3 separate regions of the Mus musculus genome follow, and regions 2 and 3 are each linked to region 1. The links are chromatin contacts, called in public HiCAR-type and promoter capture Hi-C maps. All regions are on one chromosome and are shown on one strand. The core of a region is the stretch at or near the end of the contact, and the rest is flanking DNA. Distances in the headings are between cores, read along the strand shown. Region 1 holds the start of 9330162012Rik (cDNA RIKEN 9330162012 gene). Region 2 holds the start of Slc17a3 (solute carrier family 17 (sodium phosphate), member 3). Region 3 holds the start of H1f1 (H1.1 linker histone, cluster member).

The links. Promoter capture Hi-C pulls out the DNA fragments that hold promoters and counts their contacts. HiCAR-type assays count read pairs that join an accessible place to other places.
Region 2: a contact with region 1 is called in a promoter capture Hi-C map of pre-B cells, with 4 times the contacts expected there. The contact joins the promoter of Slc17a3 here to the promoter of 9330162012Rik in region 1. A contact is called at or near these places in 5 of 39 promoter capture datasets (the C10 cell line, frontonasal cranial neural crest, liver and 1 more), 1 of 15 datasets of contacts at CTCF or cohesin (large pre-B cells) and 1 of 9 other capture datasets (embryonic stem cells).
Region 3: a HiCAR-type map of astrocytes shows a contact between it and region 1, with 2.9 times the contacts expected there. The contact joins the promoter of H1f1 here to the promoter of 9330162012Rik in region 1. A contact is called at or near these places in 5 of 39 promoter capture datasets (cranial neural crest, liver, maxillary cranial neural crest and 1 more), 2 of 484 Hi-C or Micro-C datasets (B cells and pre-B cells) and 3 of 115 datasets of contacts at active chromatin or transcription factors (astrocytes, embryonic forebrain and embryonic stem cells).

Annotation. Positions count from the first base shown.
Region 1 is chr13:24,934,369-24,938,809 of GRCm38.p6, reverse strand. It overlaps 9330162012Rik (cDNA RIKEN 9330162012 gene), which reads right to left and starts at 1,409. Exons shown (of 2, transcript NR_102323.1): 1 at 1,207-1,409; 2 at 1-1,025. It overlaps Aldh5a1 (aldhehyde dehydrogenase family 5, subfamily A1), which reads left to right and starts at 1,149. Exons shown (of 10, transcript NM_172532.3): 1 at 1,149-1,559. The coding sequence starts at 1,242. It also overlaps a transcript of Gpld1 not described here.
Region 2 is chr13:23,838,149-23,842,471 of GRCm38.p6, reverse strand. It overlaps Slc17a3 (solute carrier family 17 (sodium phosphate), member 3), which reads right to left and starts at 3,038. Exons shown (of 12, transcript NM_001164743.1): 1 at 2,807-3,038.
Region 3 is chr13:23,760,918-23,764,945 of GRCm38.p6, reverse strand. It overlaps H1f1 (H1.1 linker histone, cluster member), which reads right to left and starts at 1,278. Exons shown (of 1, transcript NM_030609.3): 1 at 534-1,278. The coding sequence starts at 1,229. The coding sequence ends at 588. H4c1 (H4 clustered histone 1) reads left to right here and starts at 3,697. Exons shown (of 1, transcript NM_178192.2): 1 at 3,697-4,028. The coding sequence starts at 3,789. It overlaps H3c1 (H3 clustered histone 1), which reads left to right and starts at 2,560. Exons shown (of 1, transcript NM_013550.5): 1 at 2,560-3,061. The coding sequence starts at 2,593. The coding sequence ends at 3,003.

The DNA.
Region 1 (4,441 bases), core at 160-2,659:
ACATATGTGTGCACACCTACCTGTACACACAATTAAATCCTGCTATTGAGACTTCTGCCAGATGTATCTGGCACATGACTGGGAGGCTCTGACTCAGCAGAAGACAAAGCCAACAATTAAAAGAACATCCAAGGCATTTTGCAAATACAATATTCTAACTGGGGCATGTAGTGCTCGCCTGTAATTCCAGAACTCTAGGAAGGAAGACTGCGAGATGTAGGTCATCCTAGGCTACATAATAACATGTTTTCTCAATAATAACAACAACATTTGACTCCACGTATTCTGAACACAAACCTGCTGTTTCTTTTATTCAAATTAAAACTTAGGGTTTCTTTCTTCTGCAGAGTTTGGGGCCCAGATGCAGCAGGAGGATGAAGATTTTGTTTAAGGTGATAGTGCTATGTTCAATCCTCACACCCCTGTTGATTTCTTTTTTAAAATAGGGTCTCAGCCTTGAACTTACCGAGAGCCTCCCAAGTGCTGGCCACAACACCGGGCTTATTATTACTTCTAGGATGATTGTTTCCAGTTACTAAACTTCAGCTCTGTTAGTTGCTTGATGTACAGCAGCTACGTCACGAAGCAAAGGGCAGTGGCTTGGGAGCACCACTGCTCAGGACCAACAGAGGACACACACAGAAAGCATGCAAGAGGAAGCCTCACTTCGACCCTAATTGAACGGTTGCCCCAAATCTCAGTACTCAGGAGCGCTGTGCTCCGAATTCATGAAGGGGATATGTAGAAAAGCATGCAAGGAACCGATCACTGAGCCACACTTCACCCCTCACTGAACAGTGATCCCCAGTTCCAATGCTCAGTAGCCCGAGCATATGAAACCGCGAGTTTGGCCTTTGGTGCCTTCTTTAGACGGAGTGCATATTGCCGGGGCTGGGGAACTGGGGAACAGAAAGTGCTCCCGTCACAATTAAGGCCTAAAGAAATGACAGGTGAGCATCCGACATTGAGAACGGTGAGTTATGTGCACGAATTCATCTTGCTGGGAGTCTTTCCATTCGCAGGCCCTGGAGAAGAACGTGCGGGGAACACAGTTCAAGCTCTGTCTCCTCGCAGCTCCAATCTCAACAGCTCAGAGAGAGGGCGCTCTCGGTGTCTCCGCCACCCCGCGCGTCCCCGCCACCCCGCGCGTCCCCGCCGCCGGGCTCCCGCTTTCCCGCGACCCCTGAGATCCTGCAGCTCGCTTGCCTGTCCCTTGCCGGTGTCGCCGCTACTGCCGGGCCATGGCGACCTGCTTTCTGCTGCGGAGCTTCTGGGCCGCGCGTCCTGCGCTGCCGCCTCCCGGCCGCTTCCGCCCGGAGCCCGCAGGAACCCCGCGGCGCAGCTACGCCAGCGGCCCCGGGGGCCTCCACGCCGACCTACTCCGCGGGGACAGCTTCGTGGGCGGCCGCTGGCTCCCAGCCCCCGCCACCTTCCCGGTGTACGACCCGGCCAGCGGCGCCAAGCTGGGCACCGTGGCCGACTGCGGGGTACCCGAGGCCCGCGCTGCTGTGCGCGCCGCCTACGATGCCTTCAACAGCTGGAAAGGGGTCTCGGTCAAGGTGAGAGCACCGCAGGTGCGGGATCCCGGCCTAGAAGGAAGCAGAGATCCACAGAGTGAAACAAAGTGAAACCGGTTCCTCGGGATACACAGTACGGAAAGCCAGAGCAAACAACAAAAAGAGATAAATTAGTTTGGAGCATGCGTACGGTTATCAGATCCCCTTCCTACATGTATCGACAGGTGTGCATAATAAAAGTGAGCTATGTCAGCCAGCCTATCTGAGAGAGAGAGAGAGAGAGAGAGAGTAGAAGGAAGATGAGAGAGAGCCCTGTATGTGAAAGCTGTATGTAGGGAATGTGTATCTGTATATGTAGGTTGCATGTTGGGGCTGTATGTGTAGGAGCTGTGTCAAGGACACTGAGAAAGGACATGTGAGCTTCGTTCAGAGGAGGGAAAAAGTCTAGGGGCATTCTCTGACTTTAGGTCTAAATGCGCTTACTAACAGAGATGGCTGGACAGTGGAGGGTAGATGGTGAGGACAGAAAATTATTTTAGAAAAATTCTTCCTCCTTTATTTTTGATAGTACCCCTGCAGCCAACCCCATGAAATCATAGTCTCTTTATCCTTCATTTCCTGCTGCTGTCTCCTGATGAGGGTACAAGCACTAGAGCCTTCACATTGGTCCACCCTTCGTGGGGGTGCCACGTATTTCTGGAGGTGCTTGGAATACAGAGTCCAGAAAAAAGGTTGGGGGAGGCTGGAGAACGGTTCGCCTTTTGAGATGTACTTGCTGCTCTTGCAGAGTTTCTGGGTTCAGTTCTCAGCGCTCCCGGGGCAACTCTCACCAGTTTGGGACTCCAGTTCCAGGGGATTGCTGAAGGCACACATACATGCATGCAAGCCAATGCTCATATGCATAAAATAAATGAATCTTAAGAAAATCCAGCCCCTTATAGAGCTTACGTGATGTTTTGGAGATCCAAACTGCAAGCTGTAAAGAGCAAGGAAGTGTGCTGGAACTGATGAATAATGTGGGGGCAAAAGACACATGCAGGCCCAGAGGTCAGAGGAGAGGCCAAGGTGGCCATTTGGGCAGCTTACAGTGACAGGAGTGTGTCTTCCTGCAGTTCCCGAGGCCAGAAGTCAGAGGCTGTGCTGGCTAAGTTCTATGTGAACTTGGAATAAGCTAAGGTCATCAGAGAGGAAGGAGCCTCCATAAGACTGGACTATAGGGAAGCCTACAAGACATTTTCTTAGTTAGTGATCAGTGGAGGAGGGCCCAGTCCGTTGTGAGTGGTGGCATCCCTTGTCTAGTGGTCCTGGGTTCTATAATAAAGCAGTCTGAGCAAGCCATTGGTAAACAGCACCCCTCATTGGCCTCTGCATCAGGTTCCTGCCTCCAGGTTTCTGTCCCTGTTTGAGTTCCTGTCCTGGCTTCCTTCCCTGATAAACAGTGTTGTCGAAGTGTAAGCCAAATAAACCCTTTCCTCACCAACTTGCTTTTTGACCATGATGTTGTGTTGCAGCAATAGAAACCCTAAAACAGAGATCAAGATGGCGGCAGGCCTGGTTTCATCTGAGGCCTTTCTCCCAAACTTGTAGACATCATGCTTTTTCTCCAATTGGTCTGTGTGGTTCTATCACCGTGGCCTTCTTCTGGGGCCAGTTGTTGACTGAAGGCCTAGCTGCCTTTAATCACTTCTTTAAAGACTCATTCTGAGGCACTGATGAGGTGACTCGGGGCTTCAACACCTCCCTCTAGCAGGGGGCACATTTTCTCCTATAACATCAGGGTTGGCCTTTCTGAGGATATTAGGTATAAGGATGAAGAGAGGCAAGGGGAGATCCTGAGCAACTCGGGAACATGGCTACTGGGCTTCCAGAACAGCAAGGAGGCCCTTGTGGCCTAGAGTGGACCAAGAACTAAGAAGAGATGCAGGGAGCTGTCACAGAGCTTGGGGAGGAAGGAGCTGCTTCATTCAGGACCTGTGGACCATCTAAGGACTTCCCAGTAGACTTTGATAATGGTAATGGGAGTTCTGAAAGAGGCTGTAAGAGGGCCGTGGCCGATGAACGGGCCTGTGCTTGCTTTTGTTATTGTTGTTTCTTTGTTTTGGGAATAGGGAAGTTCTTGAGGCATGCTAACTTGATAAAGAAAATAATTTTGTTTTCCCTATGGATTTAGCTGGTAGGAATCCACAATCAATAGTAGCCTGTACTGTTTGGAGGTCTATGGGACCTCAGTGGCTAACAACTCCAAAAGACATTATCCATTGCTGGTACTGGGTTCTTTATTTGTCAGCATGTGGTGCTTAAAAGGGTGTTGCTATCCTGTTAGAGAGTAACTTATTTTAAATCCCTCTATCTATGGAAGCTTTTATAGTAGACAGTAGGTTTCCATATGACTTTAAAAAAGAAAAAGAGAGGTCTTTAGTGTTATTAAAAGCTCTTGCCAGTGCTGTGGGTTACCTCCCAGAACATGATGGTAAGACCTATTGCTGAAGACACCAAATATTTGAGTGATGGGACAAAGAGGCATCAAGCTAGACGTGATGTAGAAATTTCACTTCTATCGCTGTCGTAGAGCTGGACAGTGCTGGGTGTGTGCTGGCTGGATTGTCTTGTCAACTTCACACAAGTAAGTCACCTGAAAAGAGGGAATCTTAATAAAATGACTGGCCTATAGGAAGACCTGTAGGAGATGATCTTGGTTGATATGAGATGGACCAGCCCATTGTAGATGGTGCCACCCTGAGCGCCCTTGAGTATGTAAGAGAGGAGGCTGGGCAAGCCATGAGGAACAAACTAGTCAGCAGCTCTCCTCCATGGCCTCTGCATCAGTTCCTGCTCCCAGGTTCCTGCCTCCAGTTGCTGTCCTAATTTCCGACTGTGATGCAGAAGTGTAGGATAAAAGAAGATGCTTTTCCTCCCCAAGTAGC
Region 2 (4,323 bases), core at 1,789-4,288, 1.1 Mb after region 1:
TCATCTCTACCACTGTGGCCATTGTGGTTTTTTTCTTTCTGGGTAATTAGTGTTTCTCAGAAAAAATAGAAAAGAAAAGAACCAACATGAAATTACCCTTCAGTTGAGCTGTATGTAGAGAGAGAGAAAGAAAGAGAGAGACAGAGACAGAGAGACAGAGACAGACACAAAGACAAAGACAGAGAGAGAGACAAAGACAGAGTTAGAGAGAGACAAGAGACAAAGAGACAGAGAGAGACAGACAGACACAGAAACAGAGAGACCCTAATGTAGGAAAGCATTAGAAGAGACAGAGCATCATAGCAGTAGGAGTGGGGCTTCAATTCTAGACACTAAAGGGGGCTTTCAAGTTGGTGAACAAGTCCCACACTACATGATCTAGTTTGCCTTGGCATATGGACCAGAAGTCAGGAAGGCAAGCTTAGTGTAACTCAATGTTGTCAGTTAGGGGTAGGGGGCAGGGCTGGATTTGATCACAGCTGTAAATAAGAGGGGGACTGAAGGCCACAGCACAGTGCAGCATATTTTCTTATCAACTCTTCGTCCTAAAGACCTAGAGGAGTGTATGGCCTGATTTCTGAGAGAGAGAGAGAGAGAGAGAGAGAGAGAGAGAATGCACAAGCTAGATGATCTGTGGTCTAACAGGACAATATATAATCCATAGGTGTTAGTTAAAAGAAAATGCATTTGAGGACCTTTGAAGAGTCAGTACCAAGCAGCCAAAACCAGGCTCATTCCATCTACCTGGGGAGCAAGGTGGGGTGCAGCTGGCTACTATCTCCTACTTCAATATAATAGGCATCCTGCCGCTAAGGCCTGGAACTACTTATCACTGGATTTATCAGAGTCACTACAGAATGCTTGAAGAGCTCTGGCTTGGGAGCTAGGCTCTCCCCAGTTCCAGTACAGGTTCATATTGATCTACTTTGCTACAGGAACAAATGCCACAGAACCCAGCTTTCATCGTGGGTGCTGGAAAGTTAACTAAGGTCTTTACATTCTACAGTAAGCACTCTATTACTGAGCCATCTCTCCAGTCCCCTCTCAGACATTTTAATTTGGTTAAGGTTCATATCACCTCATTGGTTTTCTTAATCCAGTATTCTTGCATAAGAGTAACCTTATTTTCTCTTACGCTATAGTTCTGTCTCCTAACTTATCTGGATGAGAATCTGGGCAATGAATGAATTTGATTATGAAAGGCTGCACTTCTTCAGAAAATTGTGGTAGTCACATGGCTGAAGCATAGCTGACTAAGGAAAAGATCAATACTTTCTGTGGGACAGGGCATACATCTTCGCAATGTCTGTGAGAGTTCCTGGAAGGCCCCTGAGTCTACAACGTCTGGTTCACTGGTTAGAACTGTAATAGTGTGGAAAGGATGAAATAGTATAAGTTCAGAGGCCAGTTATCTTAATTTCGGATAGACTTAGCCACTTCAACAACCATTTCTTGCCCACCTCTACTTAGTGTCAGGACTAACATTCCATGACTGATAAATAACCTTTTGAAATCTATTGATTTTTAAAGAGGATTACGATGATGACGGCTATTGCTAACAACTGCTACTGCTACTGTTACTGCTAGATTCTGATTCTGATACTGATACTACTAGCTTGTACCTATTCAAAGTCTAAGAATTTTATCAGGTAGCATCTGAGGCCTTAGAAAAACTTCCCCATCTTGCTGTGTCTGCCTCTCTATGTAGACTCTAGTGTATTTTAAACTTGCCTTGATTTATGACTTTTGTCATTCTATAAAACTATAAAATTCATGAGACGGCTTCCATATTGGGACATGAACATCTGGCATAACCTAAATCTCTGTTCCCAGACCATGGTCTCTCAAATATGGCTCCAGTATAATGTCATGTTTGCTGTAAGGTAAGAGCTGTGTGCTTTTTGTATTGATGATGTAACAGGCAAAGAAGTGATTGCTAACACCATTTTATCTAGAGTGGTTTTCACAATGCTCACACTGTTCTTCATGTCCCCAGCAGCTGTCAGACTAACAAGAGTAGTTACAACCACTGCTGTAGACTCAGGACCCAGGCAGGGCCATGGACCTCAGAAAACTCACTGACTCTCTTCTCCTAGGCCATTGAGCTCATTAGCAAAAGAACTGATGTTTGTTCATGAGACACTTTGACTTTCCCCTTACCATTCTCTCTCTGTCTGTTTCTCTCTGTCTCTGTCTGTCTCTGTCTCTGTCTCTCTCATTCAATTTTTTTTTTTAAATAACAAGTTCTGTTGGGTATGGTAGATCTACCTCCCTTGATTCTCTGGACAAGTCACTTCTACACACATACATGATTTTATGTGACTACGTAAAAGTTTTAAAAACATTCCTTTATAGTATGTGTTTCTTGGATCTGTCTCCACAGCTGCTATTGTCTCCACCAATTCCTATGGTGATCTAGCACAAACTCTTCAGTTTCCAGTCTCTCCTCTCCCTCTCTTTCTTCTCCTCCCTCTCCTTACCCGCTGTCTCTGTATGTTCCTCCTTTTCCCCTCCCTCTTGGACCCTCTTTTCCCCTCCCTTCTCCCTCTCTTTCTCCATCCTCCGTTATCTTCTTCCCCTTCTCTCCCCCTTCCCCCTTCCCTTTGCCTCTCCCTCCATTTTTCCGTCTTCCTCACTCTTGCTTCCCCATTGCCTTTGTAGACATAGGTTTTTACATTGTATGAACATGTTTTTATTTTGTCAGCAGGAGAACATTTGAAGTTGGAGGAGGGATGTATAGCAACCCTCAGCTGGTATTCAAGGACAGTGCAGATCTTTGGCTACCCAATGAAAGTAAGTGACTTACCAACTTAGTGACTGAGGTAGGCCTTCCTGTGTTTCCTCTGGACAGGCTTCTCTTACCTCTTACCAGACCACTCAGTATTCTGTGTCACTCCATGACTCCAATTATTAATCATTAATGACAGGCTGAAGCACCCCCTGCTTTCAGCTGTGAGCTTCACAGCCTTCGTCCTTGTCCAGTGTCTTGCCAGCACCCCAGAAGGATCTACTGGGTCTGACACCTGCAGGCAGTTATTAGTCACATTGCCTTGCAGTATTTCTAAAGACATTTCCTTTTTCCGGTTTGAAATGGGATAAGTTACAAATTAAACACATTTTGTACTTTACCCCCTCTTTTTTTTGTCTGGTCTTTAATTTTCTTTTGCTTCTTTGAACTATGTGGGCCATAATCTTATTTAGTAACGTTGTTAACCAAATCAAATGGACAAAACCCACAAGCTTCTCATAAATTCAGTATTTATTCCCCATGACTTTTTTCCTGTCTTAATTACTTCTATGTTTGTTGATAAACTACATAAAACAATGCTCGTACCTACATCTCAATTTGCACATGTTACCATGTACAATGGCAAGTTTTCTAACTCACTTAAGTAACCGCTTAAAACTTTTATACATGCACATGATGCATTGTGATCAGACCTCACTCATTTTTGCCAACAAATTCCTCCCATTCCCCACTGTCACTTTTCCCTCTCAAGTTCATGCTTCTTCATTGCTTCTCCTCCTCCTCCTCCTCCTCCTCCTCCTCCTCCTCCTCCTCCTCCTCCCTACTGAGTCACGTAGTGTTGTCTGTGTGTTCATAGGTGTTGAACTATCTAATGGAATATGGATAGCATCTTAGAATCTGAATCCCTGAAGAAAACTGATGCTCTCACCGGCTAGCAGCCATAAATTGCCAATAGCTCCTCGGCCATGGGTGAGACTTCATGAGCTCCCGCCCTGACCGTGGCGAGATTTTGGCTGGCTGGATCTTGCTCAGGTCTTGTGTTTACAGCCACAGCTGCTGTGAGCTCACGTGTACAACAGCGCTGTCTTGTCTGGCAAAGAAGGTTTTGCAGTAGATGTCCACTACCTCTGGTGCTTAAGATGCCTCTTCTACAATGCTTCCTGAGCCTTATGATCAAGAATGTGACACAGATGCCCTTTTAAAGCTGATCATACCACAGTCTCTTACTCCCTAGATTTTGACAAGCCGTGGGTCTTTGTATTAATCACCTTATACTATAAAAAGAAGCTTCCCTGATGAGGGCTGAGAAATGCACCGAACTGATAATTTTGTAGTTTGATTTTTCTTTATGGTTGAATAATCTTCCATGTATCATTACACATTTATCAGGTGATGGGACATTTTAAACCTTTTCATTTCCTGGTGATTGTGAACAGAGAAGCAATAAACATGAATGAGTAAATAAATCTACAGTAGAATATAGAGTCTGTTGAGAATATTCTCAGGAAATGTTCTGGCTTGATCACATGATAGTCCTATGTCTAGCTTTTTGAGGTACCTCCACATTGATTTCC
Region 3 (4,028 bases), core at 29-2,528, 1.2 Mb after region 1:
TTGGTGGGCTTGAATTAAAAAAACTCTATTGCAGCCGGGCGTGGTGGCGTTCGCCTTTAATTCCAGCACTGCAGAGGCAGGCGGATTTCTTAGTTCAAGGCCAGCCTGGTCTAGAGTGAGTTCAAGGACAGTCAGGGCTACACTGAGAAACCGGTCTCGGGCCCCCCCCCCCCCCCTAAAAAAACAAAACAAAAAAAACTCTATTGCATGTGAACCCTTGCTGCAGCCCACTCTTACTGATCAAGCACCTGAGTTCTCATCCTCATTGGCAAAATAGGACCTTATCTGGTTGAGGCACCCAGGCCATTGCACTACCATACCATAGAGAGCTTATCCACCACACCTGGAGAGGGTAGCGCCTCCCAGGGCTAACAAGGCTGTTTTCCCAGAATCTCAGGGAAATAAAACTAGAAACTAGACTGACCCAAATTGTCAGTTTACTGGGGGAAATTAATAATGCCTAAATCCCACCAGGCTTGTACCCAAATGCAGTTGTTATAGTGTGAAACAAGTGTCAGGCTCTTTGAGTTATGTTGGTGGCTCTGAAAAGAGCCGTTGGGTTATTTATAGAAGAAGCCTCCAACTGTTCACTTTTTCTTGGGCGCTGCCTTCTTGGGCTTAGCTGGGGTCTTTGGCTTTGTCACTTTCGCCTTGGAAGCCTTAGGCTTCACTGCCTTCGCCTTGGCAGGGCTTTTGGCTACCTTCTTGGCCTTCACCACCTTCGGCTTCTTGGGGCTCTTGGAAGTCTTCTTGGAAACTGCAGGCTTCTTGGGCTTCTTCGGAGTCTTGACAGTCTTCTTAGCTGCAGCCCCAGCAGTCTTCTTAGGTTTCTTAGCAGCCCCGGATGCTTTCGCCTTCACTGACACCTTGGTGGTGATGGCCTTGGACTCAGCCTTCTTGTTCAGCTTAAAAGAGCCAGCAGCGCCGGTGCCCTTGGTCTGCACCAGTGTGCCTTTATTCACCAGGCTTTTCAGCCCCAGTTTGATGCGGCTGTTGTTCTTCTCCACATCGTATCCCGCCGCAGCCAGCGACTTCTTGAGCGCGGCCAAGGACACGCCACTGCGCTCTTTGGAAGAAGAAACTGCCTGCACGATGAGCTCCGACACCGAAGGTCCCGCGGGCTTCTTCCGAGGAGCGGCAGCTTTTGCCGGCTTCTTGGTCTTCTTTGCAGCAGCAGGTTTCTCCGTGGCAGTAGAAGCAGCCTGAGCGACTGGCGCCGTCTCCGACATGGTTGCTGATGAATAAACAACAGCTATACCCAAGACGAAGAAAAGAAGTAGAAAGACAAGGCCCCTGCACGGAGTATTTATAGAGCAGTGCTGTGCTGTGATTGGTGAATGCTAACGCCCGCCCCCTGGACCCTAAGGCCCCGCCTCCCGTGCGCCTGTCTGCCTGCAAGATTTCAGAAACTAACTCCTTTGCGATTCCACCGACCTAGCTTCGTGTTTTTGCAGGTAGAGGAGGCGGCCTCAAAACTTCTCCGGCTGGCTGCTTGAGGTGGAATTTCAACCACAGCAGATTCTCCTTGTACTCTCCTGTTTTATCATCAGAAAGTGGTAGATGCCTATCAAAAAGGAGCTCAACTAGTGAAAGGTGGCTGTAAATTAGTCAATTAAAACCCAGAAAGCCAGCTTGTGGGCCTTCTCTGCGGGTTTCAGTATTGATTCTTGGCAGTAATGGGAGCAATGTATCGTTACTTTATATTTTAGTTATGCAAGAGGCTTAGTGTTCTTTTAAGGAGTGTCAGCTTGCGACAGTGATTTCATATTGTGAGCCAGTAGTGGCTCAAATAAAAAGAGAAAAGGCAGGACACGACTTTTCCCAGGATATGCAAGTACACAATAGCTCTGGGAAAGTCTTGCCCATTTTTTTTTTTAAAGAATTTAAAAGTGCAATCCTAACATGGTATGACGATTTCTATAGTTTATAGTTAAAAAATTGTTTTCGAACGTATCAGTGATATCTGGCCAAAAATGCGTGAAAGTATTTTGAAAATTCAAGCTCCAAATGCAAGAACTCAAAGCATCCATACAAGTACAGCCATTTAATGAAGAAATGCTCAGAATAACCCGAGTCAGACGTCTGTACTTTTACTCCCATGTTTCTCTCCATTTCTTTACAGTGTGGGTTGCAACAAAATGGAGACTTTCCACGCAAATGAAGAGTTCTAAATCTGCTGTTTTAGTGGCTATTTACGAAAGGCAGTAAACCAATCAAAAGGTAGAATCTGGCCTACTCTCCTTCAATGTAGAAGTCACATTGTTACATTTCAATAATGAAGATAACAAGATTGTTCTCTATTCTTCAATGCCACTAAGTCCAAGCTGCAATGTGTTTGGAAGCAGATGTGCTGTAGAAGATAACAGTCACTGGAATTTTATTCCATTTACTTTAAAACACACACATACAAAAATAAGTACCGCGGCAGACTACCTTAGCCTCAACTGCAGTTCTTAAACATAAACCAATCAGAGTCTTAAACGTCACAGATAACCAGTATTTTCATCCAATCACTATCCTTTGCATACTATAAATAGTAGTTCTGAACTCACCATCTCCAAGTGCTCACCAGCTTGCTTTCTAGTTTTTGCTATGGCTCGTACTAAGCAGACCGCTCGCAAGTCCACCGGCGGCAAGGCCCCGCGCAAGCAGCTAGCCACCAAAGCCGCCCGCAAGAGCGCCCCGGCCACCGGCGGCGTGAAGAAGCCTCACCGCTACCGTCCCGGCACCGTGGCGCTGCGCGAGATCCGGCGCTACCAGAAGTCGACCGAGCTGCTGATCCGCAAGCTGCCGTTCCAGCGCCTGGTGCGCGAGATCGCGCAGGACTTCAAGACCGACCTGCGCTTCCAGAGCTCGGCCGTCATGGCTCTGCAGGAGGCCTGTGAGGCCTACCTTGTGGGTCTGTTTGAGGACACCAACCTGTGCGCCATCCACGCCAAGCGTGTCACCATCATGCCCAAGGACATCCAACTGGCCCGCCGCATCCGCGGGGAGAGGGCGTAATTGTACAGTTCCGTACAGTTCTACGGAATTAACCAAAGGCTCTTTTCAGAGCCACACACGATTTCAAGTAAAATGGCTGTAATTTACTCCATCCTTAAACGAACCTATATATTCCCTAGTGTCTATAACGGTGGATATTCCCCAAAACTTGAGTTTATAACAGCCCAAAGTTGATATCAAGTACAAAATAGGTCAACTGATTGTCTGGTTTTACCCGTGGAATATGCGTAAAGTGTACAGGTCGGATCTCTGACGTGACCTACTCGCAGGCTTTCGGTCCTTATAGGGCTCCGATCCAGAGAGGGGTCTGTGATGTCACTTTTCCCGCCGTCCGGCTTTCGGGGCGGGGCTGATGGGCGAGATATGTGACATCACTTTCCCGCCGGCGCGCTTTCTGGTCGTGACTGAGGGGCGGAATTTGTGAAGTCACTTTCCCGCCGGCGGGCTTTTGCGTCTTTCCCGGCATGGCTGAGAGGAGGGATCAGTGATGTCGCTTTCCCGCCGGCGCGCTTTCGGGTCTTGGCTGAGGGGCGGGGTTTGTGATGTCATTTTCCCGCCGGCGCGCTTTCGGGGCATGGTTGATGGGAGGGATTTGTGACGTCACTTTCCCGCCCGGGCGCTTTCGGTTCTTTCCCGCCAGGTCTTATTGGCGGGGTTTATGACGTCACCGTCCGGCGGGCGGGTTTTCGTTTGTGTGATTCTGTTGGGGGTGGGAGATCAAGGCCAAGCAGCTATATAAAGGACCGACTCTCAGCTCTGACTCCATTTTCCATTCTTCCTAAGACATGTCGGGTCGCGGCAAGGGAGGAAAAGGCCTGGGCAAAGGCGGCGCTAAGCGCCACCGTAAGGTTCTCCGCGATAACATCCAGGGCATCACCAAGCCCGCCATCCGCCGCCTGGCCCGGCGCGGGGGAGTGAAGCGCATCTCCGGCCTCATCTACGAGGAGACCCGCGGTGTGCTGAAGGTGTTCCTGGAGAACGTGATCCGCGACGCCGTCACCTACACGGAGCACGCCAAGCGCAAG